Linked DNA regions of Cricetulus griseus: region 2 is linked to region 1. A link is a contact called in public Hi-C data. All regions are on one chromosome and are shown on one strand. The core of a region is the stretch at or near the end of the contact, and the rest is flanking DNA. Distances in the headings are between cores, read along the strand shown. Region 1 overlaps Rnf144a (E3 ubiquitin-protein ligase RNF144A). Region 2 has its middle 22 kb from the start of Rsad2.

The links. Hi-C and Micro-C count contacts between places; a contact is called where the count stands out from the background.
Region 2: a Hi-C map of liver shows a contact between it and region 1, with 3 times the contacts expected there. The contact joins two enhancer-like sites. A contact is called at or near these places in 2 of 8 Hi-C or Micro-C datasets (fibroblasts and liver).

The regions. Positions count from the first base shown.
Region 1 is chr7:29,092,987-29,099,957 of CriGri-PICRH-1.0, forward strand. Rnf144a (E3 ubiquitin-protein ligase RNF144A) reads right to left here. Exons shown (of 7, transcript XM_035447183.1): 2 at 6,045-6,149; 3 at 5,826-5,886; 4 at 108-315. Among named protein-coding and RNA genes, the nearest start is that of Rnf144a, 13 kb to the right of the region's middle. Within about 2 kb of position 3,130, at least 1 of the 6 cell types and tissues checked has open chromatin away from gene starts, as enhancers often do.
Region 2 is chr7:29,179,133-29,186,103 of CriGri-PICRH-1.0, forward strand. No RefSeq gene overlaps it. Among named protein-coding and RNA genes, the nearest start is that of Rsad2, 22 kb to the right of the region's middle. Within about 2 kb of position 3,984, at least 1 of the 6 cell types and tissues checked has open chromatin away from gene starts, as enhancers often do.

The DNA.
Region 1 (6,971 bases), core at 1,880-4,379:
GGCACTTTCTGGAAGGAAGCCAGTCATAGCTCCCAGCCCATGGCTCTCAGCACCCAGCCCATGGCTCTCAGCCCATTCATTCTTCCACAGCTCCTGCATTACCATACCTGGTCTCCCCAGGAAGGAAGGTGATTGGCATGGTCTCCGGGCAGCCTTGGTTAGGGTGCCAGCGAGCTTTGCATGCGGAGCAGAATTCCATGTCGCAGGCTTTGCATTGCACCAGCTGGGGGGTCTGCATCCCTATGTCCTGGAGTTGGCACACGGCTTGGCAGGTGGTTGCTGGGCACCATGTCCGGCAAGGGTCAAAAAGCACCTCTAGCACAAGGAGACAGAAGATGAAAATCAGATTCAGGACACCACAGACACTGGAGAGGGTGAACATGGAGAAGGCCCTCTGGGCACCGACTAAGGCAGTCAGAATACACTCCAGATAAACTGTTCCTTTACTGTTCCCATGTTCATCCAATTCCACTCAAGCCTCTCCCAGCTTTTCAGCCTTGGACCTGGTATGCCAAGGGCTCCCACACCTGCCATCTCACCCTCCAATTGCTTTTCGTTCTGGCTGCTCACCCAGCCCAGTCTCTCTGAGTGCCAACATCACTAGATCCTTGTCTGACCTGCCCTCCATGTTCCCACCACAACCAGGACACATTTCCTGAATTCACATAACAGCCTTGTCTTGAACCCTCACTACTTAGCGCCAGGTTCACACATACCCACTTGCAAATCTCTGTTGGAAGGTAAAAAGGAAGGAGGCCTTCTTCCATTTTATGCCTGTCTACAGTGGCATACAGAACCATGGCTTTTGCTATGGCATTTCTAGAACTAGGTGTCATATTTTGTTCATAATTAGTCTTCTAGTAGGGTGATTCACATGCCCAAGACAGATTCGCTTGCCAAGTCTAAACCTGGGTAAAACTAGCAGCTTGCATTCCCTGCAGGTTAAGTCTAAGCTACTGCAAAACTTTTCTTAATGGGATTGGTCAGGAAGTTTAGTTTAAAAACAGAATATGGTGGCATTCCTTCCTTCACATCACGATCTAAGCCCTGCATTTATAGCTGCTCTCTGCGGTGAGCCAGCCCAGCATCTCGCTTTCCCTCCTCTTTAGTGGACTTCAAACTTACACCAGCTGTGGTAGGCAACACCAGCAGGAGGCTAACATTCTGACAGGGACCACACAGGCCAACGGATTACCAGACCATCTCCACAAGGCTGTATAGGCCACTGACCCTCAGCTTTGTAGTCGGGCTGTTCTTGAGAAGCAATCTGGGGAGCACTGAATTTTGATGGGGAAATGTGCAAAAAGAACTTGCTAATGTGCAAGGAAAAGGGTGTTTGTTTGTAAACATCCTGGCCCAACCCCCAGGTAGCCAGATACATTTGTGGCTCACCTGATTCAAAGACAGGAACTCTACTCAATGGGACACCCAGCTGACTGAGACTGCAGAGGGCTGTGATAAGCATTGACCTAGCACATAAGCCTCTGCCCATGTTTCTGAGGCAGCTTCTAAATTAGGACAATGTGGGAGGACTCATTCGAACTGTAGGGAGCACCATTCCGATGCATGGGGGTCCTGGGCTGAATAAGAAGAAGCAATCAAGCAAAGAACAAGCATTCGTTCCTTTCTGCTTCCTGACTGCAGATGCAATGTGACCAGTCACCTCACATTCCTGCCACCATGGCTTCCCCACTGTGGTGGGCTTACAGAACTTCCAATGGTGAGCCAAATAAATCCTCAGTTACAAGGTCTGAAGCTGTAGAGTGTGTGACCTCATACAGCTTGAGTGTGCCTTTCCATGGGGTCCATGTTCCTCAAGAATAGGGGACAATCTGGCCAGTGCTAAAGGAGCAAGCCTGTCAGGTATAAGCTCAATAATGACCTTACCCACTGTAGTAGAGGACGGCCAACCTCTGTAAAGGGCAGGGTAGGTATTATTTACATTCCTAGGGACCATGTGATTTGGGGGTTTCTGTAACATCTACTTGAGGTTAAGAGTAGACTATCACCCATTAATGAAGGTTCTGAGAAAACCTAAATTATAGTAGCTGGGGGTGGGAGACGGGTTGGTCTACTAGGCATGGCAGCTGACCCTTAATCTAGTGTAACTCCTTGCCTTATTTATTAAGGTAAGTTCATCAGAAGCATAAAAGCATATATCTTATTGATATGAAAGCAACAGCCAGAGATGGTGCCTGTGAAAACAGGGGGACTCCAGGTCTGAGAACCTGCATCGCACACTGACTGGACTCCATGACAGTACTGTAAAAACCTCTGAGATGCCCCTGACACTGAGATAATGAAGAGCAGCTACTGTCTGACTTGGTGTCAATGTGTGCTGTCTGAAGAAGGTTCCTGACCTCTGCACATGTGGATAAGTGTGGAGACAGAACTGGGGCACATGGAGAAGAGTTGACTTTCAGTCTTGAGATGCGGAGAGCTCCCTAAAACCTCCCAGCCCTCAGGTGTATGCTGGGAGGAAATCCCCAGGAAGCTCCCATAGCCCAAGAACCCTGAGGATTCTCTCTGCTAGCAGCTCTTCCCCTGTCAACACACAACTTCAAATTCACCTACCAGGTCTCTGACTCTCTCTGTGTATGTGATGGGGGAGCCAGCCTGACCTCAGGTCAATATGATACACTCTATCTGCATAGCTACTGAATGAAGTTCTGGGGAGAGGGAGACATGGGGACTCAACATGCTGAATGTGTGACAGGGACCCAGGCCTCTGGCTTTCTGTTTAATATCATGCTGTAGTTGGACCTTGTTAGGACTAAGCTTCCTGTCTCAGACCCTGGGAAACCCTATGTCCTGCCTGGTGACACTCCTGTGCTCTAGACATCAGTGGGGGTTAGGACAGGCTTCTCTTCACACACTTCTGACAACAGTGAGAGAGGCCACCTTGTACCTTTATCACAGAAGGCCCATTCAGCTGTGGCATGGAAGGGAGACCTAAGGAAGGTTTCCATGGTAACAACTCTAAGTCTATGACTGGTTTACTCAGGGCCATAATATGGCCTTGCTTATTACCACACAGAGAGATTCCCTACAGGCAAAGGGGAAGTGATCTGCCTCTGAGCAGACTACAGCATCCTCCTTGAGCTGTGAGGCCGACAGTGCAGACCCAACGCCTAGCAGAAATCTATTAATACGCTCATTGTTCTTCCCACTGCTCAATTCTTCCAGCTGTGCGTACAAGCAGGGATCAGGCAATAACAAAGCTCAGAGCAGACAGCATTCATGTGCTTGTCTTAGAATGGATAAATGTGTCTCCTGGTTTCCCTGTCACCAGCATCTATTAATAACCCATTGTCTATGCTGTGCTGCATCCTATATAGTGTGTCATATACACACGTGTATTATATACACAAGTGTATGTACATGAACTATGTTAACATGAAGCAAGCTCTGTCTTCTGGGGGAGCAAGAGAATCCAGACATAACTCCACTCTGTCAAAGACCTACTAGTCCCACAGACCTTCTCTTCAGGAGACAGGGTTAATGTGTGTTTCTTAGGGATTGTAGGTGAAGCAGAGACCCAAGAGATCTCTTAGAAAAACATCAAGGTACTTTTCACAAGGTTTACTCTTTAAAGTCAAATGGTATGCTAAACTATTCTGAGGGACCAGCAACCAACATACCCTCATGTGCTCCCAGCTGCTGTATTGACTGACTCACTTAGTAACCTAGTCCTCATTTGCGGTGGTGGGTTAGACCCTGTTGGGAAGACACTGCAAACTGAGGACTCTGGTTATTGTTAGGGGTGGAAATGTACCCAGTCATGTTATTAATCACTCAGAGATTTTCTTTTCTTTTAATAAACAAAAGGATCAAGTTGGGATACTATGAACTTCCAGACAGCCTGGAAAAAAACACATGTAGCTTTCCGTGGCATACACTAAAAATCTGCAGGGCAGGCACGCCCAAGAGCATGCTCCGTGGACCTTTCTCTAGACCTTTTTCTCACCCAGGTGCTATAGTGAGCCCAATGGAACAGAAGGTTCCAGAAAGCAAAAGCAGTACCCAAGAACCTTCCCTGGCCTCCAGATGGACAAAGACTTCAGGGGGGAGAGGTCAAGAATCTGAAATGAAAATGCAGGCTGCTGGGTCAGTGGAGACACACCAGGGCTAAATAAAGAGGTGTTTGAAGCTTAAACTCACTGTAAGTTTTCTCTGTAACTAAAAATGTTAGAAAATCATCTAAATGAATTTCCTCCCAAGACGTCCTTCATGGACTAAACTTTGAAGAAATGAAGCAAGTCAAAGTTAGCTTTCTGATCACATCTCTAGGTTCATTCAAGGTGCTGGCTAGAATATGAAGCTGTGTTTTAGGTCCCACTTCTAACATTCCATCTGGCCAGCACTTCTGTGGTATTAAGTCCAAATCCTTTTAAAACATCACTCAGCATTAGACTGCTAAGATATTTTCTAGTGACGGTTTTCCATATTTTTCTAACCTAAGTTAAGGTGATTCATTTCTGATGCAAGAGCCAGAATCTTTTAGACGAAGCCAGAGGAAAAACAAAGCTCAAAATTATTTGGTTGAAAAATCTACCCAGCTTCACATTTGAATTAAATTTGATGTCAAAGAACGTTCATGTTCCTGTGATCGAAACAACTCCCAGTCTCTGTTAAGAACCCATGAAAACAGGTTTAAACAAGTCTGAGGTTCTTAGATGCAACTTAACTGACTCTATAACCTCCCATTCTGTCTATAATGCTGCACGGCATTAAGTTTAAGGTGAGATGCCCCAATGTGAATGATGTCTTCCATCTAAAGAAACAGACTCTGGAAAACAAATTTTGAAGCCATTAAAAATCCCTATTGATGTTGTAAAAGATTTATTTAATCTAATTTTATGTGTATGTATGCAATTTTTATGTGTGTGCCTGCATGGATGTGTGTGAACCATGCACATGCCATGCTCATGGAGGCTAGAAAAGGGCATCAAACCCCGTGCAACTGGAGTTACAGATGGTTGGGAGCCACCACCTGTGTGATGGGAACCAAAGCAAGGTCCTGTGCAAGAACCATTAAGCGTTCTCAACTGCTGAGATATCTCTCTAACTCCAATAGATGTTTTTAAAATTTATCCACACATATACATACACAGGTACATACATTCCATACACCTATCTCTCATGTCTGCACCAGGACTGGATCTGGTAAGGAAAGGTCTCTGAAGGGCCCAACAGGATGGGAGAAGTTGGCTCTCAGGGCTGGGGATGTGGCTACATCCCCATTAGGGTTAGAAAGCACAGAAGTCACCCAATTGCCATGGGTTGAGCACATTGAGTATGTCAGGCCTGGGGTACTCATTGAAGCCCAAGGCTCAGTTACTCAAGAGCACTGCCACCTAAGCCTTCAAGGGGTAGTGAGTCAGAGTAGGATGAATCTAGATTCAATGCTTGACAGTGGTACCTGCAGGAGTACCAAATCTTTGAACTTCCTTGCACACCATTGGGTCTTTTAAATGAGTTTGCATAGCCATTAGACCTAAACATGGCTGAAGAAAAATATGGACAAGAGATCTTCTTAAGCCAGCAAGAAGCCCTGGTCTCTGTATAGAAAGAGTGTCTCCTGAGACTCTTCTGCTGCCAAATAGGTCACAAGCCCAGGCTGCCAGGCTATGAACAGCTCAGAGGGTTCTACGCCAACATTATTTCAGAGGTGCAATTTACACGGATACTTTCCATCCTTGTTGCATCTTTTTTCACTCCCAGCAAATGATGTATACTCATGTCTCCCAAAAGAAAGCTCCATCAATGTTATCCACCTTCTGTTGCCAAATTCAAAGCTGGCTAGCACAGCAGAGGCCACTTACCTCTTTCAAATTGCAGCTTTTTATATCTTTGCATAATTTCAGCTGCAACCATACACTCAATCTGCAAAGAAAGAAAAGACATAAGGATTATGCTATGCAAAGGGCTAGAATGCCATACAACATGAGGCCAAGCAGAACACAACAGGATCCTGCTAAACCAGCCAGGCCCACCATGCACAGGCAGCAAAACCACATGTTGCCTCCCCCCACTCAACGTGCCTCATTCTCCTGAAGGTGGCCCTTTTTGGGGCATGCAGCATCCGGGCAGCTAATCGCAGTTTCTAGGCCTTCTTTGATTAAGAGTTCAACATACTGTTTCAGGCACTGGAAGAAAGAAAAGTGTATAAACACGTGCACATCCAAAATACCAAAGACCAAGTGATGTGTTAAGCAAACAGATAGCCATTAACCCTGAGAGCTTACCTTAACTACTGGCCTGGCGAGATATGCCTATTGGGGCAATAGTGGTATGGATGTTATAGGAATAACCAACTAGTTCCTGGTTGGATTTACAGCATGGTCATTAAGATGGAACTCATACTTGGTACTGTCAACTGCATATGGCACATGGTTGTCTAGGTCATGGGTCCTAAGGATGAATCCATGACTACTCTTCTGTTGAATAGAAATCATATTAAACTTCTCCCTAGGTTCTTATTATCATACCCTAAGAGGAGTGCATCTTTCCATCTTCATCAGAAAGGTTTCTTCAGTAGAGTAATTAATACAAGTCCCACAACTAGCCAATGTGCACAGAGGAAGAGACTTTTAAAATGTTCAGCTCTAAATGGGACAGCAATATCATATCCCTACTCACAAGGCTCGGGGACCATTGGAGAAGAAGAGGCAGAAAGACTGTAAGGGTCAGAGGGAGAAAAACAGCCTTTGCAAGATAAGACAGGGCAAGGGAGGGGAAGGCAAGGGAAGGAAGAAGGGAAAATGGTAAGATAAAGGGAGGGAAGGAGCAGAGAGGGAGGCCAAGGCCAACTTCCCAAAGCTACTTTCCTGAGACTTGACATCATGTGCAAAGTATTGCCCTGGGCTCTAAGCCAGTGTTTATCAACCTGAGGATCATGACCCCCTTGGGGCTCAAACAACCCTTTTACAGGGGCCACAAATCAGATATTCTCCATATCAGATATTTAC
Region 2 (6,971 bases), core at 2,734-5,233, 87 kb after region 1:
ATGTTGAATGTCTGCACATGACCAAGGTTTAATGAACACTACTCCTGTCTCCTCTCCTCCCAGCATGAGTACATAATCAACACATGACTTTGTGTCAGCAGGGAGCTGACTCTTCCCCAGAATGCTGCATCTAACTTATAAACTCACACTCTAGGGCAGTGATTCTCAACCGTCTTCACGTTGCAACCCTTTAATACAGCTCCTCATGCTGTGCTTACCCCCAACTGTAAAACTATTTCATTCCCACTTCATAAATATAATTTTGCTACTGTTATGAATCATAATGCAAGTATCTGATATGCAGAATATGCAGGAATGATGTAAAACAGTCATTCCATCCCCAAAGGGGTCGTAACCCATAGGTTGAGAACTACTATTATAGGTTAAAACATTCCCCAGTGCTGCTGAATAGCTAGGAGCTCCTTTTAGCTTCCCTAGCTTACTTCTCACCATGCAGCCTTGGAGAAGAGCCACCCTTCAGAGAGTGAAAATAGACCTTGTCCTTGTCTGTACACATGGTTGCATCTGTAGGTCATTCTATAGCATCGATTCTTCCAGAAAATACTACTGGAGAACTTCAGCTTTGCTACTGGACCTAGGAGAACACTTGGACCAACACTTTAGGGCTATTCTGCAGGAACTGGGGCAAACCAGGCAAGCAGACACTTGCCAAGGACATCTGGGTGGTAACACTGTGGGGAACAAATGCCCTGCAGACATGTGAACAGTGGCTTCAATTAATGTCTCCAGCTAATTAAGAAAAAGTAGCCATGTGTATCTGCAATTGGGAAACAAAAGAAGGAAGCTAGCCTCACATAAATTCTCTAGCCTAGAAGGAAGGAAGGGCGCCTTCCACAAAGACCCAGCAGAAATGTGGCAGTCTACCTTCCTAAGAAGAATTCACTCCACACAGTCTCTAAATCAGTCTCAATTTGGAAACATCCCAAAAGGCTAGAGGTACTACTGGGTCAAAGGAGCATCTCCCAAATAGCTGAAGATCATGGCTCCCAGGAGAGCAAACACATCCTTGTCCTATTCCAATAAGAAAAGGGGGAAAGGACCATAGACACTCAGAAGAGCTAATTTCCAGATCAGATCCATCACAGCCCCATGTAGCCAGGGCACCTGACAGCTCCTCTCCAGCCACAGTGGTCATACAGGAGGACCGAGGACCCATCTCTATCTGTAACTCTCAGTGGCTCAGGATAAGTTTCTGCCAGCTTTCTCTGCCTCCATAGAACGAGGAGATATTTGAACAAAGGGAAGTAGCAAGGCCAAGTGAGGAACTACAGTGGAAAAAACAGCCTTCTCAGTCAGGCAACGTGGCTCCTGGCGTGGGGCCCTACCGCTGGGAGCAGAACGGCACATCAGCCTTGAATATGGCAGTTTCTGTAATACAGTGCCCGATTTCTTTTCCAAGTCCCAAGCCACAATAAGGCCTCAGGAGAAGCCACGTCGTCTAGGAACAGACTGGAAACAGGCATTGCAAACTTGCAAACTGAGTTTTGAAAGATGCTTGTAAAATACTTGCACAAGACCTTCCAGAGCTCCCATTGGTTTGTGGCCTGTGGACTCCTGCTTCATCCATGTGAGTTTATCCTTCAGCAGTTCCTCTTGATGGGGACAGGGACTATCGACATGAGAACATCTTTAGAAACATGAACTCCCAGGGTTGTCAGAGTATTTGTCTAGCATTCACATTCACAGGGCCCTGGGTTCAAAACTCAATACTATGTAAACTGAGTATAGCGGTCCATTCCATTAACTCCCATATTCCAGTGGTGCAAACTGGAGTTCAGATCATCTTCAGCTACTTGGGGCCAGCCTGAGCTAGAGAGCCTATGAAAACTCACTAGTAAAAACTAAAAAAGGGTGTCTTTTTTTTTTTTTTTTTTTTTTTGGTTTTTCAAGATAGGGTTTCTCTGTGGTTTTGGAGCCTGTCCTAGAACTAGCTCTTGTAACCAGGCTGGTCTTGAACTCACAGAGATCCGCCTGCCTCTGCCTCCCAAGTGCTGGGATTAAAGGCATGAGCCACCACCGCCCGGTAAGAAGAGTGTTCATATGGAAAGTTTATTTCAGAATTCAAATTGTGTTGGGTCTGGAAAATTTCCCTTCTATTCTGAGTTACATGCACCCATTTTCCCAAAAGGTTCAGGGAAATAGGTGTGTAAAGGCCACAAGGGACTCCAGCCCCAGGTCTCCCCCGTTATTTTTTTAAGTTTTATTCACTTTACATACCAACCAGAGTTCCCTCACCTCCTCCCCCAACCCCCATCCCCCATCCCACCCCATCTATTCCTCCCATGGGGAGTCAACAAAGCCTAGCATATCAAATCAAGGCAGGGACAAGCCCCTCCCCCCTGCATCAAAGTTGAGCAAGGGAATGGGCTCCATAAAGCTAGCTTCTGCATGTGGGATAGATTCCTGGTCCCACTCGGGCCCTCCCTCTTCAACACAGCTATAACCACTCTGAAGCAAAGTGGGTACTGTCTGTTGTTCTCTTGCAAGACCACCCAGGGCTCCCATTCCACAGAGGCAAGTCCAGAGTCTTGGCCTGCAATTCAAAACCCCTCTAGACATACATCCTGAGCAGTCTTTCAAATGTAATAAAAGCAAAACTGTGGAAGAAACTAGAAAAAAGTATTCCGGACTTTGGTATCACTGACGAAGGCATAATGAGCAAGTCTTGGGGCTCCTTGGGGGCTAAGGTGGCAATCCCGTAGGAAAGGTTCTTCACACTGTGCATTCTTTTGCTGGGGCCTTTCCCACCACTCTGGCTATATCCCACAGGTCATCTGACTCCATGTCCCTCCTTTAAAAGGCCCTTGTCTCTGCCCTCTCATCTCGGGGCACCGTGACCACATTGCCTTCCCTCTGGAGTTGTATTTATACACATCTCTTAGCAGTCTAAACTCTCACCCTGGCCAGCATCACTGAGAAGGGTCTATTCTGTCTCCCAGACACCACTCCTGGAAGACACTTCCTTCTTAAAACCATCCTAAGCAAGCCTGGACTGTCCTTCCACCCTAGGTCACAGGAACCCTGGGAAGGGTTTCCAGGGCCTTGTCCAGCTCTCCTTGTTACCTGGCCTTTGACCCCGCACCACCACGCAGGCTGTAGATAACTGTTCAAAATAAGCATCTTTTTAAATGTTCTCTGAAAAAGAGACCAACGGAAAACTAGAGCAAACTTTAGGAAAGACCACCAGAGGCCCGCCTAGGGTGAAGAAGTCGCCTCTTCCCGCCCTAGGACCAGGAAGCCTCCCCTTGGCAGGAGCGGTTAAATCTCTGAGCGCCACAGATGGTGTAGAAAACCGGGAGCGCTGCGGAGCGCGAGATGCGGGAGACCTGAGGGGACTTCCTAGGGCGGGTGGGGCGCAAGGGACACAGAGACTCCTGGGCCAGAGGCCAGCAGAGAACAGTGCCCACGGACAGGCGCAACTAAGCACTGCGGGGTACTCGCCACTGCCGCCGGCCGGAACCGACCAGACCTTCCCCACGCCCTCACTCTGCCCACGACCAGGTCGCGGCGAGAGTCCACCCAAGGCCTGCAGACGGCCGCCCACCGGGGCCACTCCAACCCAGGGTACCCCGCGCCTGCGGCTGGAGACTGCCCCACGGTGCACAATCCCCAAGTGCGAGCGGCCAGGGGGACTCGGGCGCCACCCGAGCGGACACCGGGAGCAGAGCCCTCAGTTGCTGCCCCGGAGCCCGCGGGTCACCTCCTGGCAGCAGGGGCTGGGGGACCGATATCAACCCCGCACAGCCCCGTCCCGCGCGGCCCGCCTGCTTGGGCGATGCCGACACAAAGGGGACGCGCGCGTCACCCACCTGGTCCCGCGCGGTTCGGGTTCCCGCTCGGCCTCGTTGCGCGCGGCTGCGATGGCCCCGCCCGGTGCCCGCTCGCGGGTGCAGCTGCCCCGTCAGCCTCCCGCGCGCGCAGCCCGCCCCGCAGCGCAGCGCCCTTTATGCCTCCCCGCCCTGCGCCCCGAGAACTGCGCGCGGGGTCGGCGGGGCGCGAGCGCGCACTAAGCGCGGGCGCGGGAGGCAGAGCCATTTCGCATGCCTGCGCCCCCTGCCGTCCAGAGGCGCCCCAACGTCCATGCAGCAGGACCAGGCGGGCAGCTCCCTAGAGCGATGGCAGAGGGTCCAGGTCAGCTCAGTGACAGGGTGCCCTGGAGAAAAACAAGGATGCAAAGAGGCCGCCTGAAGGTGGGCCCCTGTTTCAGTACTATAAAAACAAGTACCAGCAGCTAGAAAAAATACGCGAAGCTAGCCAGGAGCATTTGGGACCCTGGGATGGAGTCTCGCCATGTAAATGAGAGCCTTTGGGTTTGCCAAAACTTGCTTGATGATCCTGCCTGTGAGTACTTTAAGATGAAGACGGAGCCAGAGGACAAGAATCATCTTTTCACCCTAACACCTGGATGCAGCGATGGATGGAGCAGAGTCCTCGACCTGCATGGCCAGAAGCTGAAGCTCGGTGCACATATGGGAAAAGCAGCAGCTACAACGTTTCAGTTCTTTGTCTTAGAACCTGAGATCCACCTCTGGCTGTGAACCCCCATGAGCTATTGTCTCCGCACTCACTCTGGTAGCTCCTGGAAGTTAATGTCTTATGTCTATGTCAAACGTCCAACCATGAACGATGCCTGTGAGTATGGCTGATGGCTGCAATGTCCCCACAGGCAAGTGCTTTGAAGACTTGTTTCTCCCAGCTGGTGAGGATATTTTGGAAGATTCTGGGAATGTAGGGAGGTGAGAGGTGACTACAGAAGGCCCTTGGGAGAATCGTAAACACACTGCTTCTGCTAAGGTGTTCTGTGAAGCATTTGGGCCCAAGCAGCCATGGCCTGCACCATTTGGCCCGGGGAATGAGAAGAACCAATTTGACTTCTCTGATCGTTCGTGGTCTCCATCATCCCGGTCCCCTGTCTGCCATTATTGTCATCCCCCCCCCATGTCCCGTGATTTCCCCCTCTCCATCTTACCCTCCCCCACTGTCTCCCTCCCCATAATGGGATTTGAAAGCTCTGTATAATCTCTCTTCAGCTGGTACATTCTTATCTGTGTGTGCATGACTGTGTTTATACATGTGTATGTGGGCGTGCATGTATGCCTAATGTCAATGCTGGGGTGCCCACCTCTATATTCCCCCATACATTTTGAACCTGACACCCTGTAACTAAGCTGTGCTGGTTGGCCAGCAAGCTCCAGGACCCCCGTTACCCAGTTCCAGGATGACAGGCATGCACCCCACCTCTATGTTGACATGCATACTGGATATTAAACTTGGGTCTTCAGGCCTGCATGGCAAGCACTGCACTGACTGGGATGTCTCCCGAGCCCCTAGACCCACATCCTCACCATCAGTTAATGTGTTGACTGTCTCTGATCTTCAAAAACGTGCACTTGCAGGATGATGTGTCTCCCACATGCAAGCCTAGCATTCTCAGCTCCTCTGAGGTAGAAGGGTCGAAAATTCAAGGCCAGCCTGGACTAGACAGTGAGATCCTGCGTCAAATAAGCAAAAGTCCGATTAAACAAAACAAGGACATGTGCCAGCCTCCTAGAGCCTTGACTTGCCTCAGACTCTGTATAAATGCCATTGTTTGAGAAAGCTCGAAGAGTTAAGAGTCTGAACAACAGTACTTTGTTGCTTCGGCCTCTCACTGGAAGAAAGAAATAGTTTTGCCTGAAGGCCTGAGTTTTGAGAGAAATGTGTTCACACCTCCCCAGGCCTGGTTGGGGAGCAAAGTTATGAATGAAGGATTGAGAGGTTTTGCTGGGGAGGCTGGAAGCTCACAGTAAGTAGAAGCAGGAGTTTTGAGATATTGTTCTATCTATGACACCAGGGACTAGAAACACACTGCCTATGAATATCTGGTGGTACATGGAAAACCCAGCCTCATCAAACTGCAGAAATGATACCTGCCAGCACTTATGTGGTAATTGTGCATCTACACTCCCAACTCTCGTGATGAGTTGGCTAATGAGACTATCGCTGGGGAGATGGACTGAGGCTTTTCCACATAGGCATTGAAATCAGGGTTTGTGCAGACTGTGCAGTGCATTTCCAGCTTATCAATGAAGCTCATTGAATCTGCCATTACTCTCCACATCTCCAAATCACCAAATATTTATATATATATATTGTTTATTCGTGGATTATGGCACTTGCCATGTTTCCTGTGTTGGGTGTGTGCTCCAAGGCTCAGATCATCAGCTACGGAATCTTTCCATGAAACCCCACACAGAGTCCAAGTGTAGTAAGTGCTCACTAATGAAGGAAGCTGGCTCCTCTGAGCTCTCAGGAACTAATGCCATTCCCTCCAGAAGCTGCCTGGCTCTTAAAGCCATACAACCCTCACAATGGCTCCTCAGTCCAGCCCCTTGCCAGTGAAAGACTGGTCATCTCCTCCCAAGGTGGTCACTTTGAACCTGTTTGAAAGACCTTACTGTTAGGGTCTGTGCCAGGGATGTGTCATGCACTGTCTCTTACAGGGTAGGTACCTTATGATCATTCACAGTGGGCATGGATGCCCAGGAGAATACACTCGTGCCTATGTAAATGGTCTAGAGGCTGAAGCAATGGAAACCCATTGTGAAGCTTTTCCCAGATACAATTGAAGGAAGTTTAAAGTTATGACTTACAGTTAAAAGAGGAAAAAGAGAACAAAATAGACAAAGCAAGTTGTTTAAACTTCTGATTGCACTTCTAAGTATAGAACTCACATTCTTTTGATTCATTTTCTTTTTCTTTTGAGACAGTCTAACCCTGGAGCCAGGCTGCTCTGGGACTCACAAACTAGCCCAGGCTTCCCTCAAACTTATGACCTCCTGCCTCAGCTTAACTTTGTTACTTTTATGTGAATCTGATTCTCTGTTTCTAGAGGGAAGTGAAAAGTTGAGTGTCTTTTCCTCTCCTGTCTTCCAGAGGGGCTTAGTGTTCCTGGAGACCTGGGGTGTGAC